Linked DNA regions of Mus musculus: all the other regions are linked to region 1. The links are chromatin contacts, called in public HiChIP or PLAC-seq and promoter capture Hi-C maps. All regions are on one chromosome and are shown on one strand. The core of a region is the stretch at or near the end of the contact, and the rest is flanking DNA. Distances in the headings are between cores, read along the strand shown.

Region 1 (3,648 bases), core at 421-2,920:
CTTATAGAGACTCTCAACAGCAATGGGGAACATGAACTACTGAATGGTACAGTTTGTTCTTCATTGCCATCATAAGTCATCATAACCAAAACTGACCTGGGGAGATGAGGGTTTATTTGGCTTACAGCTAAGTCCATCATTGGGGGAAACTAAGACAGGATCTCAAATAGAGATCATGGAAGAACACTGCTTCTAGCTTACTTACTCCACTTTGCTCAACTGCTTTTCCTATACAGCCCAGGCCCAAGTGTCTAAAGATGGCACTGCTCACAGTGGGCTGGGCCCTCCTACATTAGCAATTAAGAAAATGTCTTTGCAGACATGCCCACAGGCCAGTCTGATGGAGGCAGTTTCTCAATTGAGATTTCCTCAATTGAGCTCTGTCAAGTTAACAAAACACACCATTTCCTAAAGAAGTCTATTCAGTGTAGTATTATGGTATATACATGATGACCTCAAGAGTGGAAGGAACTGCTATCCTAGAGCCTCATCACTCTTTGAGGAACCTAAAATATCTTTCTTAAAAGGAATGCAAAAATATATAAATACAACCCATTATTTTCAGGAAATAATAAATAGATGACGCAGGCAGAAAGCATTGAGTGATCTCACCCAGTGTCAGTGGGCTCCGTGGTGATGTAGGAAGGGAAACTCCTGGGGAATAGGAAGGATCCAGATTTTAGAAGATAAAAAACAGACATAAGAATATGGCAAAGCCTGTCCCTTGCAGGCTATCAATGGCTTAGCAAATACAAGTTTCCCTCATGAATGCTTTTCTGGAAATTGTTTTGCCCACCTATACCAAGGAAGTTGTGTCTTCATTTACCAAACATTTGTCAATTACTATGTGGCTTTATGTATTAAATGTCCAATGATGTGTAACTCAAAATTGTAGATTATAACGTAGATATTCATTGGAAATCTATGTAACTCTGAGTCCCTATGTTACATGCATTTCACACAATCATTGTAGCGCTGATGCCGCTAACGGCATTTGAAAGTATCACAGAGCTCTTCAGATTCCACAAAGTACTTTCCTGTGCCTCACCAGGAACTTAGGACCACCCAGAAATAATGCAGTTAGACTGGCTGGCTTAGATCTAACTCAGCTGTCTACTGTTGCTGAGGGATATGAGATGACAGACAGCATAGGGAACGCTCAGCAACTAGCAAGCAGGTTTTCTAGGAGGTTGTGAGCCAGTCTTCCCATTTGACTTCTGAATGCTCAATGTTAGGTTTACCATGGTGATCAGAACAACTTTACACATATTGTTCTCTTGAAGTAGAGATGCATACACAGAGCAGTAACAAGTAAAATACTGCTTCGACTGAGTGTCATTTACTATATTACTGGGATTGATCTTGAGGGTTTCTAATATTCCAGTAAGTGGGTGATTCTTTAAATTCACATGTTAAGCAGGAAGGTTCTGTGATGACTAGAATCCAGCCCTTGATGGCTTCTTTGTTCTAGTTGTCATTCTTTCCCCTTCATTCCTGGGTCTCGGCTGGAGGACGCACAATTTCTCAGCAAGCTAACATGACCGGCATTCGCTTACGCTTTGGATACACTTCCTGTTTGGCTGTTTCCCACTCCATATACAGACACGAGCAGTCCCTTACCCTTCCTAGTTTCTAAATGACTTTTTTACACAGGCCACAAAACTGGTACAGTCACAACAGTTGGTGTCATTTCCGTTTGACTTTTTTTTTTCTGTGTTTCTTCTGCCCAATGGCAGATATAAGAGAATCAGAAAGGGGGAACTGTAGTAACTTGAAGAAAACAATGTTCTAGTACTAGGCAAAGTCTAGAGGAGTTACACAATTGCACTTAATCTACACAGGAAACTGCACTAAGCCATAGCTTTATTTTAATGAAATACATTTCTTTAAACCACTACAACAGGGCTTTCAAGTGATTACTTTTCTTTCAGTTTTACTGAAAGTCAAACTGCTTATGTTAAGGAAGACAGTTTCAGCAGTTTAGTTTCAGTCAGACCCTGAAAAGCTAGAAGCAGAAGCAGATGTTAGTGCAGACACATAGGAAGGACAGGAGGGAGAATAAATGAAGGCGAAACTGAGAAAGCAGAGGAGTGTCAGGAGGGGACATGCTGCCCCCAGCAGGCAGTGTGGGATGGGCTCCCTTACACATACACACTAAACACATGCTTTCAAAAATCGTCAAAATGTACTTAACCGTAAGAATTTGGTTATCGCCATACTTTATAACCCATGTCCTTGGACAGCACGCTCTCAACAAGTATTTTCTGAATCAAATCAATGTCACTTCTACAGTGGCTTCTATTGTATCCTGTAGCCACTGTGAACAACAGTGTCAGGTTAGGTAAGGAAAGGCACCCAAGACTGGGTCCAGATAACAATTACTACGTTACAGTTGAGGTCATAGATACATAAAATCAAGCAAAGAGAAAAATGTATATTCTTTAAATGACCTTTATTGATTTTATATTCTAAAACTGTTACATACTGATTTTATTACAGAAAAAAAAAAACAATAAGAGAAAAACTCTGTTACCCAGAAGTTATCATTTTTTACAGTCGGTGCTCAACCTTTCCAGTCTTTTCCTTGTACATGCCCTGTTTTAAAGCACACTATCACATTGTTTATGGTGATTTAAAATGTCATTTTCACTCGCTAATATGGCATGGTATAAGATGGTATAACACTCCAAGGTGCGTTAGAAGTTACATTGCAACATTTATATAACTGCCCCAAGTTAAAAATATTTTTCTCCAGGATACATTTGTAACCAGAATGGCTAGGTAAAAGGATATGAAAGCTGCTAAGAGTTTTGAATATATCTTCTTAGGTGCCTTATAAAAAAATGCTATGCTAACTTGAAGTTCCTTCAGCAAAGCATAAGAACTATCCCTGTGCCATCAGCAATGGACAGTCATTAAAATACATGCCATTTAAGGATAAAAATATTACAGTTAATAAGCATTTCTTATATTCATTTGTATTAAATAGTAGTTCAATATGAAAAAATGGAATGATAATGTGTACCACAGAGAACAAAACTACACAGGTTGGCTAACAGGTCTCATGAGCAAATTATCTCATTTATTTACTTGCTCCATTGATTAGTGCTTTTTCCATAGTGAGTATAGTTCTAAGCATTGGGAACAAGTATAGCAAAGATCTATAGGCCTGCTCTTGAGCTCGCAGTTTAGTAAGGTAGGACGGTATGTGATAGGCTATCCCAGTCTAGCATTGCCAGCACTCTATACAGGACTCATGGTGGATCAAGGTGGGCAGAAGGAATGGGTACTTTTATTTTCTAAAAACAACCAGACCTCAGAGTAGGGATGGAGACTTCAATGATTATGAGAGGCAGTAGATACATGGAGGATACTAGAGACAGAATGGTGTTGTGCCTTCTAGACACAAGGAATAATGCCATAAATCCATTCTTTATAAAGTTAGAGCCCAAGTCATGCCTCTAGATTAAGAACAATCAGATTTCCCCTCATTCAACTGATAGCAATCAACTTTTCTCCAATTACTTCCTAATATAGACAAATCAACGTAATTATCTCATGACCAAACTTAAGACAAATCATCGGTAAATAGGAAGATGACTCACTAAGTCAAGTGGCCTACCATCAAGGATGAAGCACTCACTCAAG
Region 2 (3,478 bases), core at 577-3,076, 520 kb before region 1:
TAGAATTAAACCAGACTTCTCACCAGAGACTATGAAAGCCAGAAGATCCTGGACAGAGGTTATACAGACACTAAGAGAACACAAATGCCAGCCCAGCCTATTATACCCAGCAAAACTCTCAATTAGCATAGATGGAGAAACCAAAGTATTCCATAATAAAAACAAATTCACACAATATCTTTCCATGAATCCAGCCCTTCAAAGGATAATAAAGGGAAAACTTCAACACAAGGAGGGAAATGATGCCCTAGAAAAAGCAAGAAAGTAATCCTTCAACAAACCTAAGAGAAGATAGCCACAAGAACAGAATCCCAACTCTAACAACAAAAATAACAGGAAGCAACAATTACTTTTTCTTAATATCTCTTAATACTAATGGACTCAATTCCCCAACAAAAAGACATAGACTAACAGACTGGCTACATAAACAGGACCCAACATTTTGCTGCATACAGGAAACCCACCTCAGAGACAAAGACAGACACTATCTCAGAGTAAAAGGCTGGAAAACAATTTTCCAAGCAAATGGTCCAAAGAAACAAGCCAGAGTAGCCACTCTAATATCGAATAAAATCGACTTCCAACCCAAAGTTATCAAAAAAGACAAGGAGGGACACTCCATACTCATCAAAAGTAAAATCTTCCAAGATGAACTCTCAATTTTGAATATCTATGCTCCAAACACAAGGGCATCTACATTCATTAAAGAAACTTTAGTAAACCACAGAGCACACATTGCACCACACACAACAATAGTGGGAGACTTCAACACTCCACTCCCATCAATGGACAGATCCTAGAAACAGAAACTAAACAGAGACACATTGAAGCTAATGGAAGTTATTAAACAAATGGATTTAACAGATACAATTTGCAAAACACATGAAACTCAAGAAGAAGGAACACCAAAGTGTGGATACTTTGTTCCTTCTTAGAATGGGGAACAAAATACCCATGGAAGGAGTTACAGAGACAAAGTCCAGAGCTGAGACAGAAGGAAGGACCATCCAGAGACTGCCCCACCTGGGAATCCATCCCATAAACAACCACCAAACCCAGACACTATTGTATATGCCAGCAAGATTTTGCTGACAGGACCCTGCTATAGTTCTCTCTTGTGAGGCTATGCCAGTGCCTGGCAAATACAGAAGTGGATGCTCACAGTCATCTATTGGATGGAACACAGGGCCCCCAAAGAAGGAGCTAGAGAAAGTACCCAAGGAGCTAAAGGGGTCTGCAACCTTATAGGAGGAACAATATGAACTAACCAGTGCCCCCCAGAGCTCATGTCTCTAGTTTTATATGTAGCAGAAGATGGCCTGGTTGGCTATCATTGGGAGGAGAGGCCCTTGGTCTTGCTAAGATTATATGCCCCAGTACAGGGGAATGCCAGGCCAGGAAGCAGGAGTGGGTGGTTTGGGAGCAGAGTGGGGGGAGGGTATAGGGGACTTTCGGGATAGAATTTGAAATGTAAGTGAAGAAAATATCTAATAATAAAAAAAGAAGAATGAGTCTCTCTCTCTCTCTCTCTCTCTCTCTCTCTCTCTCTCTCTCTCTCCCTCTCTCTCTCTCTCTCTCTCTCTCTCTCTCTCTCTCTCTCTCTCTCTCACCAGGCACCAACTGATTTATTTTCATTTACTTCATTAATTTCTGGAAGTTTCATTTGGATTTGTGATTCCATATAGAGCCATGATCAGGTAATTTGCTTCTGAAAACCCCACTCCTATTGTCTCAAATGCTTCAATGTGCTGATGACCCTCCTGCCCTCTAGCTTCTTCATTATCTCAACTGCAGCATGAAAATTACTTGATGCACAGGTGCTAGGTTTCTGAAACTTCTGTGTAACTGGTGTGGACACATGTGAACAATTTTGTCAGCTAATGTTCTAAGGAATACTTAGTGATTCTTCATGCATGCAGTTCCTGAAGACTGCTCACTGTTTTCTGTACTCTGTAAATATTTATAGCTAATTTTATTTTTTTTCATTCCAAAAGAGTCAAAACTCTCACATTAGTGTTAAAATTTAAATATGACACCAGAAATACATAGAATTAAATTTTAAAGCCTTTTAATTGATTGTGAATTTCACATCCTGCATCCCAACCCTATTCATCTTCCCATCCCTCCACACTCACTCTCTGCCCTTGTGACCCTCTAAAAGAAAATGAAAGAAAGAGAGGAAAAAAAGAGAAAGAAATGTATAAAAACAAAACCTGTCTTGCCACAGAAGCTACAATATGTCATGGTGTGTTCCACAGTATATACCCTTTTTGCCCAAACAGTTTTTCTTGCAAATGTTCTTTGCAATGAGTCTTTGGTCTGGTTCGAGACCTCTGATTTCTGCTATACTATCAATATTGGATCCTCACCAGGCCTCCTCTTGGATATCCTGTTCTTGTATCATAGAGATCCTGTAGTTTTGAATCTGTAGGACCAGCCCCTTCACAAACTCCAGCAGGTCATAGATGAGCTAGATATTGGGGTGGTCCAACTCAGATCTAGGGCTGGGTGGAAGGTAAGTTGGTCATTTCAGTATCACCACTAGGGCCAGCTCTCCATCTTTGCCCAGGTGAGGGGCAAGGCCAGCTCTCTGGCTTTGTCTAGGTGAGGGAAAGGACCAGCTCTCCAGCTTTGTCCAGGTGAGGGGCAGAGCCAGCTCTCCAGCTTTGTCCAGGTGAGGGGCAGGGACAAGCCTCCAGCTTTGCCCAGGTAGGGGAGGGGCCTGGCTTCCTACTCTCATGCTCTCAAGTTGGCTCTCCTGTACCCATGCCACCAGGGCCAGCTCTATTGTGATACCAGAAGACATGTGGGGCTCTCTCTCCCTACTGCTATAGCTGGGAAGAGGCAGGGACAGCTCTTCCACTTTCTGGGCTAGCTCACCCACCTGCTGCAGATTTGGGATATAAAATTAAATTAAAATTTAAAAAGCCCTTTTTGTTTCTCTTCATCACTGTCCACATTTAGGTGTTTTTCTTTGAGGAACTCTCTGCTCTATGTTCCTTGTGCAGCATACAGTCATGTAGGTAGTTGATAATGGATCTCACAGGTGATTGTGCCTGTTAGCACAAGACTCCAGATCAACTCCATCACTTCCCTCTAAATGATTATGAATATAGACTCATAACACATATATCTTTTTTTCCCCTCAATACAGGAATTATTTGCTCTTACATGCCTTGGAAACTCTTAAAAGAGAATATCTTGGGCTGAAGAGATGTCTCAGTGGTTAACATACTGACCCAGGTTCAATTTTCAGCACCTACACCTGTACACATAAAATACTTTAAAATGAGTATCTTTTATTTATTCTTTGACAATTTTATATGTGAACTGTACATCTTGATCATATTTCCCAGGAACCCACTGCTCTTCCCTCCCAATGTCCCCAAACATTCCTAATCCACTTGGATCACACATTCTCCTTTTTCAGTTAATAACCCACTGAATCCGGTTAGTGCAGCCTGTTGGGATACTGACT
Region 3 (3,577 bases), core at 325-2,824, 780 kb before region 1:
TGGGAATACACTCAAAAAGCACCAAACTGCTTAAGTGGAAGACTATATAGTTATGTCAGTTATACCTCATTAAAACCAGTTCTTGTTTTGTAGCTCATGACTTCAACAAGGGGCTGAGGAGAGGGCCGGTCACTAAAAGTACTGGTTCCTAAGAAGGCTCAGGTTCGAATCCCTGTACCCACGTGGCTGTTCACAACCAGTTGTACTCCAATTCCATGGAATCTAATACCATCTTTTGGACCTCTGTGGAACCAAGGCAAAGACATAAACTCAGGCAAAACACCCAATACAAAATAATTAACTTAAAAAACACGAACAGATTTTTATCATTTTTGGAGTGATTCCAGATAGGCTCCTGATAGATAAAAGACTGACACACAGAGAATCAGGGGCTAAGGTAATCTCCATTGAGGTTCATTTCTTAGTCTACCCTGCATTGTTTACCCTTGTACTAAACACAAGAGGAAAACCCACAATGCTCCATGAGGTTAAACAGTGACTTATGTTTTGAGTTGAAGTTCCCAAAGAAATGTCAAGTTTTGGTGTTAAAAAATTGACTTTTCACTTAAAAAAAAAAAAAGTTTGCTGAGCAAGGTGCCCCACATTTGTTATTTGAGCCCTTTATAGGCTGAGGTAGGGGGAGCAGAAATTTTAAGCTAGCCTCAGTTATGTAGTGAATTGGAGGAAAGCCTTAGCTACATAGGAACCTGACTCAAAACAGCAAAATAGGGTAGTCAACATGAGATGGATGGTTCAGGGTACCTGAGCTCGATTTCTGGGACCCACAACCAAGAAGAAAACAGATCCCACAAATGGTCCTCTGACCTTCACCTGTGCTCACTTGTACATAATTAGAAACACAAAAAGGAAGAAAAAGGAAGGAGAGGGAGAAAGGGGGAGCGGAAGGAAGGAAGAAAGAAAAGAAAAAAAAGAAAAAAGAAAAGAAAAAGGACGAACCTATGAACCTACAAAAACCGGGCTAGCAGAGGCCCTGGCTTGGAATCCTAGCTGTCTGTGGAAGCTGTGGCACAAAGAGTTGGAGGATATCCTTGACTACAGAGTAAAGCCTGTTTAAAACAAAATTTAAAAAGTAATACTGTTTCCTTTTGTAAGGTACTCCCAGTGCAACTCCTGGTTTCCAAGCTTCACTTTGAAATCATTTGCACCCGCCCTCAAGTGTTTTGTTGTTTCTTCTTCAAACTTGGTGGTAAATGGAATCAATGTTAAAACGCGGACCGGATTAACCTTAGTGCGGGTGAACAGTGTGGCCTTTGCATCCACCCTACCAAGCCGGTTGTCCCGATTCCTCGCGGCCTTGGCGTTGCGCGCGGGTCCGGCAGGATCTGCGCCCGCAGCCGAGCGGCTCGGGGCCGGCCGGTGGGTGCGCACGCAGCGCGGTCGCCCCCGGGTCACGTGCGGCCGGGAGTCTGCAGGAATGTAGCGACGCGCAGGGAAAGTTTCCCCGGGGGCCGCGGGCCGCGGATTCGGTGCGGGCGGGCGCGCAGAGGAAGGAAGAGCGTCGAGGAGGCGGAGCCCGCGAGGCGCGCGGGCGGGCGCTCCTCGCAACTTTTTAGTTTGGGCGTCTGGAGCCAAAGTTTCTGTCTCAGTTGGGACGCCGCCGCGGCCGGGGGCAAAGAAAGGGAGGAAGGAAGGAGCTCGCGGAGGGGAGGGGAGGAGAGGGGAGGCGGCCTCGGGCAAGGAGTGCAGGGCGATGCGGGCGCGCGTCGCAGCCCCCCGAACCTGAGCGCAGTGCCCCGAGCGTCGAACGAGGCCGCAGCCATGGAGCCCGCGCAACAGCCGCCGCCCCAGCCGGCCCCGCAAGGCCCCGCGCCGCCGTCCGTGTCTCCGGCCGGGACCCCCGCGGCCCCGCCCGCACCCCCGGCCGGCCACCAGGTCGTGCACGTCCGCGGGGACTCGGAGACCGACTTGGAGGCGCTCTTCAATGCCGTCATGAACCCCAAGACGGCCAACGTGCCTCAGACCGTGCCCATGCGGCTTCGCAAGCTGCCCGACTCCTTCTTCAAGCCGCCTGAGCCCAAGTCCCACTCGCGACAGGTAAGGGTATCCCGGGGGCGCGGGGCCGCGTGGGGGTGCGGTGCTGGGGGTTGTTTTCGCGGAGTTGGCCGCAGGGGGGGTGCACAATGCGCGCGCCTCCGCTCCGCACCTTCGCTCTGACGAGGGGGAGGGGAGGAGGGGGAGGGGGCCGGCGTCTTGTGCGGGACCCCAGCCGGGGGTACCCGATCTCCCCTTCCCGCGCCACTGCAGTCTCCGGTGGAGCTGTGTTAACTGCCCTCTTGTTTTCGCGTGCCGGTGAGGGGTGGGGGTTGAACTGGTCCATTGAGTTTCTGGTTCCTTCTCCCGGTCCCCTCCCCCTCCCTCTCCCGAAAGCTTTTCTGTTCTCGCGGCCCAGGCGCTCTCCGGATGCAGGGTTCGGGCTCCCCAGCCCGAGCGAAGCTCCCTCGACCCCCCACTCGCCTCCGCCGTGCCCTGGAACTCGCGCGGGCGGGATCCTTTCACACTCGGTGGGCTCACGTGTCCTTTTCCTAAATCGTAACCTATTATTTACTGTTCGGCCCGAAAGCTTTTAAATGAGCCACGTCTGTGTGTTGCGCAGGAGCTCGGCTGCGCTCACGGTGCAGAGGTTTCTGCGCCGGCCTTTGATAGCGCGTTGCAGGTTGACTCATAGGCCGAGTTCTGCCCGGCTCAACTGTGATTAAAGGTAATGTTTGGGAAGCAATGACTAATTCCAAGCTCGCCATTGCTCTTTAACTGACTGCGGATGTGAACATGGCTGCTTATCCGTATCCACGACGCCTGGTTATTTTCCCAACTGGATCCAGCACAGAAGTGAAACCGTTTCAAAGTATTAACATTCCGATAGGTCCTGGTAGATTTCTTTAGTGTCGCTCCCCCCGCTTTTAATTACTTAATTTTTAAAGAACTTGCTTTAGGCTAAAGCAGCACAGGAACTTTGCCCAAAACTTAATTGGTTTTCCAAACACTGCCATGTCGTTAGCCCACTCGGGCTGTAACTTGAGTGGAAAGAAGAGTTGCCGCCCCCACTCCAGCCCCCCCTCCTAGGCAGGCTTGTTGTAGAACGGGGTTTTTGAAGCTTCGAAAATCTCGATTAACCTCCCTACAAAAAGCCTCTTAAGAAGGAAGGAAAAGTTATCTAGCTGCTCGGCTAAATAAACTCTTAATTTGTAACAACAGTAGACCTAGATACTATTTGCTCCCTCCCCCACAAGTGAGTTTCTGTACTCGCTGAACTAAACGTATGTGACATGCAATCGAGAAACCGCTGGGGCAACTTTGAAGGAATACACAGATTGAACGCTCCATTTTGTAGCACTTAGAAGTCAGAAGGAATGAACCCGGGAAAGTGTACTTGTAATACTGGCTTCCACTGGGCCGTTCGTGGGTACATTTGCATTCTCTCTAAGCGTTTTAAGAGAGCTGTTCGTCAATAAATTTACCTTTTCTGTGCGCTAATGGTTTCCTAAAATTCAATCTATCTGGAAACTCAAAAACGGGGTTTTCCTATGGGGCTTTAAATGACTGCTGGGTCTTTTCAGTT

What was found. Promoter capture Hi-C pulls out the DNA fragments that hold promoters and counts their contacts. HiChIP or PLAC-seq counts read pairs in DNA pulled down with a chosen protein or histone mark.
Region 2: a contact with region 1 is called in a CTCF HiChIP or PLAC-seq map of large pre-B cells, with 7 times the contacts expected there. The contact joins two enhancer-like sites. A contact is called at or near these places in 1 of 15 datasets of contacts at CTCF or cohesin (large pre-B cells) and 1 of 115 datasets of contacts at active chromatin or transcription factors (large pre-B cells).
Region 3: a promoter capture Hi-C map of pre-B cells shows a contact between it and region 1, with 5 times the contacts expected there. The contact joins the promoter of Yap1 here to the enhancer-like site in region 1. A contact is called at or near these places in 3 of 39 promoter capture datasets (hippocampal neurons, liver and pre-B cells), 1 of 484 Hi-C or Micro-C datasets (pre-B cells), 1 of 115 datasets of contacts at active chromatin or transcription factors (large pre-B cells) and 1 of 9 other capture datasets (adipose tissue).

What each region holds. Positions count from the first base shown.
Region 1 is chr9:7,219,668-7,223,315 of GRCm38.p6, reverse strand. It overlaps a transcript of Dcun1d5 not described here. Among named protein-coding and RNA genes, the nearest start is that of Gm31639, 34 kb to the left of the region's middle. Within about 2 kb of position 1,670, at least 101 of the 459 cell types and tissues checked have an H3K27ac peak or open chromatin away from gene starts, as enhancers often do. A contact at or near this core is called in adipose tissue and pre-B cells, where this site is marked.
Region 2 is chr9:7,736,914-7,740,391 of GRCm38.p6, reverse strand. No RefSeq gene overlaps it. Among named protein-coding and RNA genes, the nearest start is that of Tmem123, 25 kb to the left of the region's middle. Within about 2 kb of position 1,826, at least 1 of the 459 cell types and tissues checked has an H3K27ac peak or open chromatin away from gene starts, as enhancers often do.
Region 3 is chr9:8,002,593-8,006,169 of GRCm38.p6, reverse strand. It overlaps Yap1 (yes-associated protein 1), which reads left to right and starts at 1,574. Exons shown (of 9, transcript NM_001171147.1): 1 at 1,574-2,055. The coding sequence starts at 1,780.